Regions from separate parts of the Mus musculus genome. Here region 1 is linked to region 2. A link is a contact called in public Hi-C data. All regions are on one chromosome and are shown on one strand. Each heading gives the region's core, a stretch centred on a gene start, on an enhancer-like site or on the middle of the called end of the contact. The rest is flanking DNA. Distances are from core to core; before and after follow the strand shown. Region 1 has its middle 33 kb from the start of AY702102. Region 2 holds the start of AY702102 (cDNA sequence AY702102).

Region 1 (4,952 bases), core at 1,527-4,026, 34 kb after region 2:
GCTGCAATTAAATCAAATGGGAGAGAATCTAATGGGAACCTTTGACACCACGGGAAATGGGGAAGAATTCAAAGCAACACCAAGACTCCACAGGGAAAAGATGGCTTCCTTCCAAAGGGCTCGATGCTTAAGAATTATCAGAGACAAACGTGACAAATGTCCCTGCTCCTTTCTAGAAGCTTTATGATCTGCCCATAGAGTCCCCTCAGGGGACACCAGAAGCCAAGGCAGAAAAACTGCTGAGTTAACAGAAGCATGGCCAGCCATGGACAAACACTCGGGGAGAGAAATGGGTGTCAGCTAGACCGTTTGGTCAGAAGTGAGTTTTGAGAAGCTGATTTCCAGCATAGACAGATAAACTTTGATCCACTTCCCCTAGTGAAAGGGATTTGGGCCCTAAGGCATTGGGGCTGTTTTCTAGATCTTTCCTTCCCATTCCCTGCTACCACCCAAAGCAGATTAATTTCATGGAGGAGAAATATTTTCCTATCTTCACACATGTGGGATGAGTGAGCAGCTACAGTTCTGAGGCCACTTGGGACATGTATGGCTTGGTGCCTGTTTAACCTTGTTCTCTCTCTGCTGAACTCAAAACTGAGCTGTGAGCTCAATTACAGATGCCAACATACCACAGGCTTTCCAATACAGCTCTAAAAATTCAAAACTATAAACCCTCAATTTGTGATTGGCCAAGTATGCTATGTATCATCCACTGGTATCCCACAGGCAAAAAAAATAAAAATAAAAATAAAAACCATTTGCTTCATAGTTGATGTTCACCACCTAGTGTGAATAGAATGTGTGTGCATGTGTGTGTGTATGTGTGTGTGTGTGTGTTCCAATTGTATTTGCATCCGATTGTTCATTCATTAAAACTATATATTGACTAGGAGTTAGGTTTGTGGTTCAGTTAATAGAGTGCTTGCCAAGCATGCTGTGGGTTCAATCCCCACCACCACATAATCCCACCACCACGGTGAGACACACTTCTAATCATGGCAGTCAGGTGATGGAACAGGAAGACCAGGAGACCAAGGCCACCCTATGCTACCTACTGAGCTGGAGGCTACATAGAACCCTGACCAAAAATTAATTTTTAATGATTACAATGACAATTTTTAGACATTATCTTGACTATTAAACTACTGGGCAAAAGGCTCCATGGTAGGAAAAATGAGTAAATTGTATGCCCGAACCAGGAACGGCTTTTCCAGAATACAAACTCTGGCCTGTGTATACATAGCTGCCTTCATCTTTCGGCCTGTGATCATTCCTTTCCTGGAACTGCATTAAGTCTAGAAGAAAACACCTTAGTCTGTAGAGTTGTGGTACACTGAAAGGTGATCTTCGTTGCTCTCCACTCTCAAGGGACCTCCCGCCATTTCCTACCTGGAGCTGTGGTGTCCCCGCAAGCTCACAGCTGTCCTATCGCCTGGTCTTTTCTTCCTGCCCTGACATCGGCTGGGTCATCACCATTCCCAATCCATAGTTGCCACCAAGCCTCTCCTGATCTCCTACGGGCTCTCTTCTCTTCTCCAGTGAATTCCGTCCTCTCCCTGGAAACTGGGGAAACTGTTGCTTCTTCCAGAAGCCATTCTAGAGCTGTGTGGATCAGGACAAGACAGAGGACCAAGGGGCTTTCTGCAGCCACAGGCTGTCCATCTCCCTTGAGTCTGCAGTTGCTTCGAGAAAACCCCTGTCCCCTACCTAACCCTAACGCACCACGGCTGGGCTGCGAGCTGAATCGGAGTCCGTTCTCCTGGCCCACCCCAGCAGCCCACACTCTCGCCCCAACAGCCCACACTCTCCTTCTCCTGAGTCACTTCTTCCTCACCAAATCAGATGCTTTAACCACCTCAGGCCGGCGCCCGGACTTTGAGCAAGGATAGAGATTGGCTCAGATAACACTGTGTGTCCCCGATTTGTGGCCTTTGGCTTTCCAAAGCCTCCCTCATTACTTTCCATCCAGACACAGAACAGTTAAAGCGGACAGATAACCAGGGGAGGGGCCGCGAAGGACAAGCAGTGCGCCTGTCAAGGTGTCACCCCAGCACACGGATCAGAGCCACCGAGAGCCTGCAGAGCAGTGGGAAGGAAGGTCTGGCTAGACAGAAATGAGAAGGCTCAGCAGAGTGGAAGCAAACCGCTCCTCTTGGGGCCCTGCAGGCATCCCCTGGCTCCCTTGGGTATCAATTTCCTGCCTGGATTCCTTCCATCAATTCCTCAGGGACACAAGCCATAGAGTCGCAGAGATTAGTAGTCTCTCTCTGCGACTCCAGACTCAGAGAGAAGTCGTGAGGGAGAGCGCGGGCACCTGGCTTCTGTGTGAGGCAGGACTGTGAGCTCAGGTGAGTCCCGGCTTCTCTCTCTGCCTCGCTGTCTCCCTCCGCAGAGCGGGCTGCAGGTCCCTTCCTCATACTCTGTGAGAAGCACAATGAGGTATCAGGCATCGTTTTTGATTAGCAGCAAGTAGTCAGGATAAACACAGCCTCAACCCTGAAACACACTGCAGAAGTTCTGTGGGAATAATTCAATCTGTGCCTTTTGTTTTTATGATGGTTTGATTACTGCTTTAAAAAGGAAAAAAAAAAGAAAAAAAAAAAAAAAAAAGCCCAGAGCTCAGTGCCCGACTGTTCCTCGGTCTCCCGTTTATTTAGCCTTCCTGATCTCTTAGATTCTGGAACGGTGCCATGATAAGCAGGGAGCTTAATACAAGTTCAGGACATCACCAAATCTGATATCTGCCATTTGAAGCTTTCCCAGAACACTCCTCTGGGTGACATGTGACCTCCACCCTGGGCTCTGCCTTGTCCGGCTTTCGCTGTCTTGAAAGCTTGGTAACATCAGAACTGTGGCCCCAGCAGACCTCCAGAGGGGGAAAAAAGATGACCTTAGCCAGGAGGAGGTGTAAGAGCTAACCAAATCCCCCCTAGGGGCTGTGAGAGGCGAGGGTTTCCTCCAGAAACACAGGAAAATTTATGTGAGGAATACACAGTTGGAAGAGCCAGGGTCTGACTCCTGCTTACAGACAAATAGCAGGAAGGGACAACAGGGAGAGAAAGGAAGACATTCATTACTGGAGGCGAGGGACCTGGGCGGGTGGCGGGGTAGGGGTGGCTCTGGGAAGAGAGAGGAGCTCAAATGTGAAGTTTCAGAGTTGCTCCGGGAATCCTGACTTGCTGACACATCTATTTAAATTAGACTGGGATTTTAATACAACACCTTCAATAATTTTGTCGAAGGGAGAGACGTGGCGAGGCACGCATTTTCTTTCACTCTGGCATCTCTTTTGCGAGCAGTGTTTCTGGGTTGAGCTCTTGAAGACATGTCAGTTGCCTCTCGGACAAACTAGATCTGGTTTTCACTAATTGCCAGCTGTGTGACTTCAGCGAGGAGCCTTGACTTCTCTGGATCCTCACTCAATTGTTTAAAAGCACCACAATGCCTGCTTCCGTCAGTTTTAAGTAAAAATGCTCCTGGAGCAGACTCAAGATGCAGTACCTCGTGTGAGCCCTGTGGTACCCGCATTAATTAGCGTCTTCCCTTCATCTAATCTTTTTAGACATAAGCTGAGAATACAGCCAAACCTGCAATTAAATGATGGGCCATTTTCTCGTTTGTGAAAATAAAAGACTCAGCCAGATCTAGACACACAAGGAACATATTCCCTGAGTAAGAAGAAAATGGAGACCGGAAACAGAGAGCAGATAAGCCTTTCTTGAAAGGGATTTTTATCGCTTTGGAATGTCACATCATTAGCGTTTGATATTTCATGGCTTCTCAGAAATGGAAAATAAAGGAGAACTCGGGAGTCAGCATCTCACTGACTAAGTGGAGGGGAAAGGGGCTGATTACAGTGGTGGTGTGTGTCCCTCAGGCCCCTGGGTACAGCGGGGGCGGGGGCGGGGGGGGGGGGTGGAGAAGGGTGACCCACACCGGGCCTGGGCCGTTAGGGAGATCAGACCCACTCTCTATCTTTGGGGTGTTGGACCTCCTCCCTGCTGCTAGAGAGCACACAGATGCCAGTTTTAACATGTTTATGTTTTTTATCTATTAATATTTGTGAGTATGGAGGTCAAAGGGCAACTTTGTGGACCCGGTTCTCTCTTTGCAACTTTCTGTGGAATCACTGAACTTGGGTCTCCAGGCTCTTGTGAGCCGGTGCCTTCACCGGCGGCGGAGGCGGCGGAGCCACCTTGACAATTCCTTTGTTTACATCTTACCTGATACATAAATCTTGTGTATATTTGTGGGCACAGGGTGACATTATGAGGTATGTATACAACATGTAATGATCAAACCAAGGTGTAATTAGCATTTCTGACAGAGACATTTTTCAGTCCCCCGTGAGACCGCAAGTTTAAATCCGAGGTTCCGGAACACTGTTCTACCTCGTTAGGTACCGCCAGTCCATTCCTTGGTGCTATGTCACTCTGCAGGTACTGAACTTGGTAGAGAGAAACAGAAAAAACAAGGCCCTCCCTGGACAACGGCTTGGAGAGCCTTGGAATCACAAAGCAAACCCCTGGGGAAGCCTAGAACTGAGTAGCAAGCAGGACTCTGGGCCAAGGAGGAAAGGAAAGCAGGGGCCAGAAAACAGAGAGGACACTGCACCTCCTCCCCAGGCAAGGACCCAGCTCCATCTTCCAGGGGGCGTTTTGACCCACAGGGTTAAGTGGCCTCACAGTGAGCCTGCCTCCCACACTAAGGTCCGGACCCCAGTCCCCTATGTAAAGGGAGCCCACTGCAAGCATCTTAATGTGGCCTGACCATTTCTGCCACCATGACAAGACTGTATTTATGTAACAAGCTCCGCTGCTGTATTTTAGAGGTCCTGTTTAGAAACACACAGAGAGAGGGCAAGCGGGAGAATAAATATGGAAATCAATGGGGGGAAAAATTCCTGGCTCTTGCACCAGCTTCCTGGGGGAATTTTCCTGTGTGTTCTTTTT
Region 2 (5,147 bases), core at 1,452-3,951:
GCTAAAAGCCAAGAGCTGTTGGTTGATTTAAAAAAAAAAAAGTAGAGTAAAAAACAAAATAGAGAAAAGGAAAAAGAAGGGTGTGACTCAGGTAAACCAACAGAATCATATTCCTGTGGTACACGCAGGAGGGAGAAAGTAGGACCGTGGCATTGTACGACCTTAAGCATAAAAGATGGATTCCAATTGGCTGCCTTGCAAGAGATGGGTCTGAGCTTCGAAAGGTCAAAAATAAAATTTGAGGCTTCTGGTTTCTTACTTGTTCAAACAAAAACAAAAACAAAAACAAAAACAAAACATGCACTATATTAAATAGCGCGACCTATTCTCCATTTGTTAAGATGTACTTACAATTACACGCACAACCATACATACAAACACACACGCACACACATATACATATATCAGTTACAATGGGTTGTCATCAATATATTGTGTGTGAAAGAGAGAGGATGTGTCATTTGGGTGTGAACAGCAAATATTAACTCTGGAAAGTTCTGTCAAGTCCAGCATCCCATGTGTGCCCGGGGGAAGCTCCCAGAGATGTAGGAGAGGCTTGTCGGTGAGGGACACATCTGGCAGGAAGTCATGTTCATTTTGACTTGAGGTAGAGGAATCCAACAGATGTGTGCTCTGTGTGTGTGTGCGCGCGCGCGAGAGAGAGAGCGCACTGTGGGTGAGAAGGCACAGAACGAGGGGACACAGAGTCTGGAATCAGGGATCCCCCCCCCCCCCCCGCCAAGAGACAGACCAGCCTGTGCAAGAGAAATGAGAACAAAGCAGAGATTCCCACCACAAGGCACCACCGGAAGCTTCCTAATGAACTAAGTTGATCTGGAACATTGGATGCTTGGCTCATGGTGGGAGGGAGGAAAGGAATTACCTGAGGAAGCAAGGTCAGGAATAACCCACCTAGAGCCCCTTCCCACCCTCCCGCTAACATAGAAAGCCCTGGTTTTAAAAAGAAAAGCAGGGGTGGGGGTGGGGGTGGGAGAACCAAGCAGTAGTCTCAGAGGAACGGGGCTGCTCAGAGTCGCAGCCTTCTGTGCTGAGCACCTAAGCGGCATCTGATGAAGCTGCCTCGCTAGAAGTCAGAGCCTCTTGGTAACCATGACTCAGAGCCTCAGCGCGGGTGCAAAAGAATTCACCAAATGAGAGTTTGCTGGGTGCGCGCGTTTAGAAATTGGATCCCCCCCCCTTCCCGTTCCCCATTATGTTGATGATATCTTTCATCCCCAAGACTGGGGCCGAGATCCTCGCTCCTCCTCCCCTCCCTCTGTAATCCTCACCCCTCATTTCTCTCCTCTCCCCATCCCCAGCATTTCGCCACCCCTAAGGCAGTGGCAGGATTCCAAGGAGTTCATTAAAGCCTGCCACCACCCTGTTGCCCACCAGGCATTCCCAGCAGCCCCCGGGGCCATGGCGGTCTGAGAGCAAGACAGTCACTTGGAAGGGAGTGGTCGGCTCTGAGGATAGGGGGACCCACCCTCACCCCCCGCCCCTTTGCACGAATGAGAGGAGACAGCAAACAGTTAATGGTTTAATCCTTTACAGAAAAAGTCACGGCAGACTCGCGATTCTTGATGGTAATGAAGGTGTCACACATTGTCTAGAGAAAGTTGTGCCTGGCAATCTTCCCTTTTTCGGATGCCTACCCCAGTGACATTTCATCTCACATCCACCTTAATGAAATGCATAATTAACATATTCTAATTGTGCTGAGCGCTGCGATGATTTTGACAGAACTCACTTTCCATGTCTAATTTGATGCTAATTTAATCTGTTCCTCTCCCGCTGACATGACCTTTCTTGATTGAGTTTCACTGAGGAAATTTTTTGATGGATTGATTTATCAGCAGTGCGGAGACAACAAAGGCTCAGGGTGTGTGACAGAAAATAGGAAGGGACCGGCCCTCGAAGCCAGTGCGCTCTGAACTTGCTGGCTGGAATGTCCTCTTCCCAGAGACAGCTTGTCTGATCTACTGATGGAATTTGAGCAATGTGACATTTGTGGGTGGGTTTGATCTTCCGATAAAGACGGTAAATATCTTATTGTGGCTGTAGCATTTTGCACAGAAAGCCCAGGCACCATGGTCGCAGACTCTTCTGTGGATTCATCTCTTCTAGCCTTGATCCCTGGATAAAATGTAGTGTCGGGTAGATTCAACCCACAGGGAAGGTGGCAAGGCAGGAAGACAGTGTCCATCTTAAATTGTCATGAAAAAAAGGCATTTCCACTAGGGCATGGGGCACGGATTCTCTGCTTAGGCTAAAACCTGCCCTTGGATAAGAATTGTGGGTTTTCCTGCAGAGTTCCCCACACCCTAATACATCCAGTTCCAGGTCTGAGTCACGTAGGTCAGGACACAGAGTGAGAGCTGTGAATGTCCTCAATTCTCAGACTCAACTGGCCGAAGGAACATTCGTCTTCCTCAGGCTGCAGACACAAGTCAAAGCCAGACCCCGGGTTCCAGATGACTCACACAGAACAACCCGTGAGCCTGCACGCTATATAAAACTGGCTGGGTTTTTTCCAGCAGATTTTAAGCCTTGGATCTGCATGGTTAGGTCAGAGTGTCTCAGCCAGTTCCTCTGAGGTCATTTCAGGACAGGGGATTCTTTGTTGGAAAGCGGAGGAGTACCCCATTCTTCCGAGGGGGTACCCCCTCCCTCCCAGAGTCATGTCAGCTAAAACTATCTACAAGCTCTCTCTATATCTCCCTATGGCCAAAAGAACCTTCCAACTGAATACCCCTGACATCATAATGTCACATGTGACATCATAATGACACAGCCCCAGCTGGACTCCCTGCCCCTCCTCCTTCTCAATGCCCCGTGTCCCCTCACAGTCTGGCAACCCAAATCCTACCCAAGTGCTTCCCAGCACCTCTTCTGTCAGAGCACAGATGAATACAATGTATGAAGTATTGATTTATCTATGGTCGGTCTCCACTCATTAACCTATGTGCCCCATAAGATTAGGACCTTGTCAGATCTTTTCCTCTCTCTGTTTTGCTTTGCTTAATTAGGGTAAAACACATAGGATACAAAATTAGTCTTTTGGGTTGTATTTTTTGTTGTTTTTGTTTTTTTTTTTTTTTTTTTTTTTTTGAGACAGGGTTTCTCTGTGTAGTCCTGGCTGTCCTGAACTCATTCTGTAGACCAGGCTGGCCTCGAACTCAGAAATCCACCTGCCTCTGCCTCCCAAGTGCTGGGATTAAAGGTGTGCACTGCCACCACCCGGCTAAGAGTGTATGTGTGTGCCCTCAGAGACCAGAAGAGGGTGTTGGCCCTCCTGGATCTGGAGTTACAGGCAATGGTGAGATGCCCAATGTATGTACTGAGAATTTTCCTCTGGTCCTCTGCAAGAGCAGGACATCTCTTAACCACTGAGCCCAATCTTGTTTTAGCCATGTGAAGTGCACATCTACACCACATCCTCATTTCAGAACGTTTTCCTCATCCCTACAGGGAGACACACACGCAACCGACTTCTCCCCTTTGGCCCCCTGGGAACCAGTCATCTCCTCTCTGTGACTGGGAATCTGCCTGTTCAGGACACTTCATACATGCAGAGTCATGCATGTAAGTAGAGTGGCTTTGAGAGAGGATCCACCCAGCGACTCCCTGATAAGCTGAAAATGAATTTGCCACATAACTCAGTCATTCCACTCCAACGTATATATCAAGAAGAATTGAAAGCAGAAACTCTTCAAAACCTTCTTAAAGAATTTAAGCTGTAAAACTGCATACAGTAATAATCATAGGTGTACTGGTCACTGCAGCCGAATGGTACCCACCCCCTGACAACCGCAACGCAAATGTGCTGTGTCCATAAAGGGAAGTGGGGGGCTGATGTGTGCGCCCCAAAGGCAAGCCTTGCCTGTTCTTTCTGCAGTGTGTCTTCATCAGCAAGAACAATGCCAGGCACATAGTAGGTATCCTGTAAATACAGTCTGGACACATGAAAGCTATAAAAAAAAATAAAAATAAAATAAAATAAAACAAAACAAGAAAACCAAGCAAGTAGAATTGTGACTAAGGAAAGACAGCCAGAAAATGCTGGTGGTGACTGTGTTTCTTTCAGTTTATGAAATAGAAAGGGAGGGAGGGAGGGAGGGAGGGAGGGAGGGAGGGAGACGTTAAAAAACAAAGCCAAACTGAAATTGGCCTGTACATGTTTTTCTTTGTAGACTAGCTGGGTGGGAGAGGAGGGCCAGTTTTATGAAGGATACTGAACTTGTATGCTGCGCAGTGGTGTGATGATCTGCCTCATTGTATCCAGTTTTCTTTTTGTTTCTAAGCAGATGAGCTCAGGGTGCCCACAGTAATAGACATTTTTCTTCAAAGCGGTCTCCCCCGGGAAGATGAAATATTCATTCCAGTGGTTACTGCTCCTGCAAAGACTCTTTGCAGTATGTCTTCAGGAGTTGCCTTATGAGCCCCACAAGGCTAGCAAGCTAACGAGATTATAATCATTATAATCACACTTGATCATACATCAAAAGCAGTTTAACTCAATGAAATGACCTGGCCTACTTTGATAGCCTGTATGTTAGCTGGCGTCTGGCTTTGTTCATGGGCTAAGTTGCTCCGTGACTCTAAGCTGGGCTAAGTACCTGAATGTGCAAATACAGAACCAAGCAAGATGGAGCACGTCTGGGGGCCAGCCACCTTGGGTTTCAGTTCCAGCTTTGCCACTAACTGTAAGACTGTGCCTCAATTTCCCCCTCTGTAGAAGTCCATAATAATCACCCTACATCAAGAGTTCTGTCAGGGGTTGCGTTAGTTAATACCTGCATACAACAAGCAATAAGCAATGTCCAGGCCCTGCTGAGACTCTCTAGGCATGAGTTCTCATAAAAGATATGAATGAGCCAATTTAGTATTGTGTGGCTTCCAAAGGTCAGAAATGGGGGATACTTAAAAAATAATTTCTACTAAGGAATCAAGCACAGGACTGAAGAGATGGTTGGTTCTGTGGTTAAGAGCCCTCACTGCTCTTCCAGAGGACCAGAGTTCAGTTCCTAGCACCCTCATCAGGCACCACACAACCACTTGTTGATCTAAGGACTCTGCTTCCCTCTGCTGGCCTCCAGAGACACCTGCACATGTGCACACACACACACACACACACACACACACAC

What was found. A called contact is a pair of places that touch in the nucleus more often than the background predicts.
Region 1: a contact with region 2 is called in a Hi-C map of the N1E-115 cell line, with 2.6 times the contacts expected there. The contact joins the enhancer-like site here to the promoter of AY702102 in region 2. A contact is called at or near these places in 2 of 484 Hi-C or Micro-C datasets (the N1E-115 cell line and nephron progenitors) and 2 of 115 datasets of contacts at active chromatin or transcription factors (embryonic fibroblasts and embryonic stem cells).

What each region holds. Positions count from the first base shown.
Region 1 is chr2:169,993,920-169,998,871 of GRCm38.p6, forward strand. It overlaps a transcript of Tshz2 not described here. Among named protein-coding and RNA genes, the nearest start is that of AY702102, 33 kb to the left of the region's middle. Within about 2 kb of position 2,777, at least 28 of the 459 cell types and tissues checked have an H3K27ac peak or open chromatin away from gene starts, as enhancers often do. A contact at or near this core is called in the N1E-115 cell line and nephron progenitors, where this site is marked.
Region 2 is chr2:169,960,486-169,965,632 of GRCm38.p6, forward strand. It overlaps AY702102 (cDNA sequence AY702102), which reads right to left and starts at 2,702. Exons shown (of 1, transcript NR_131974.1): 1 at 1,528-2,702. It also overlaps a transcript of Tshz2 not described here.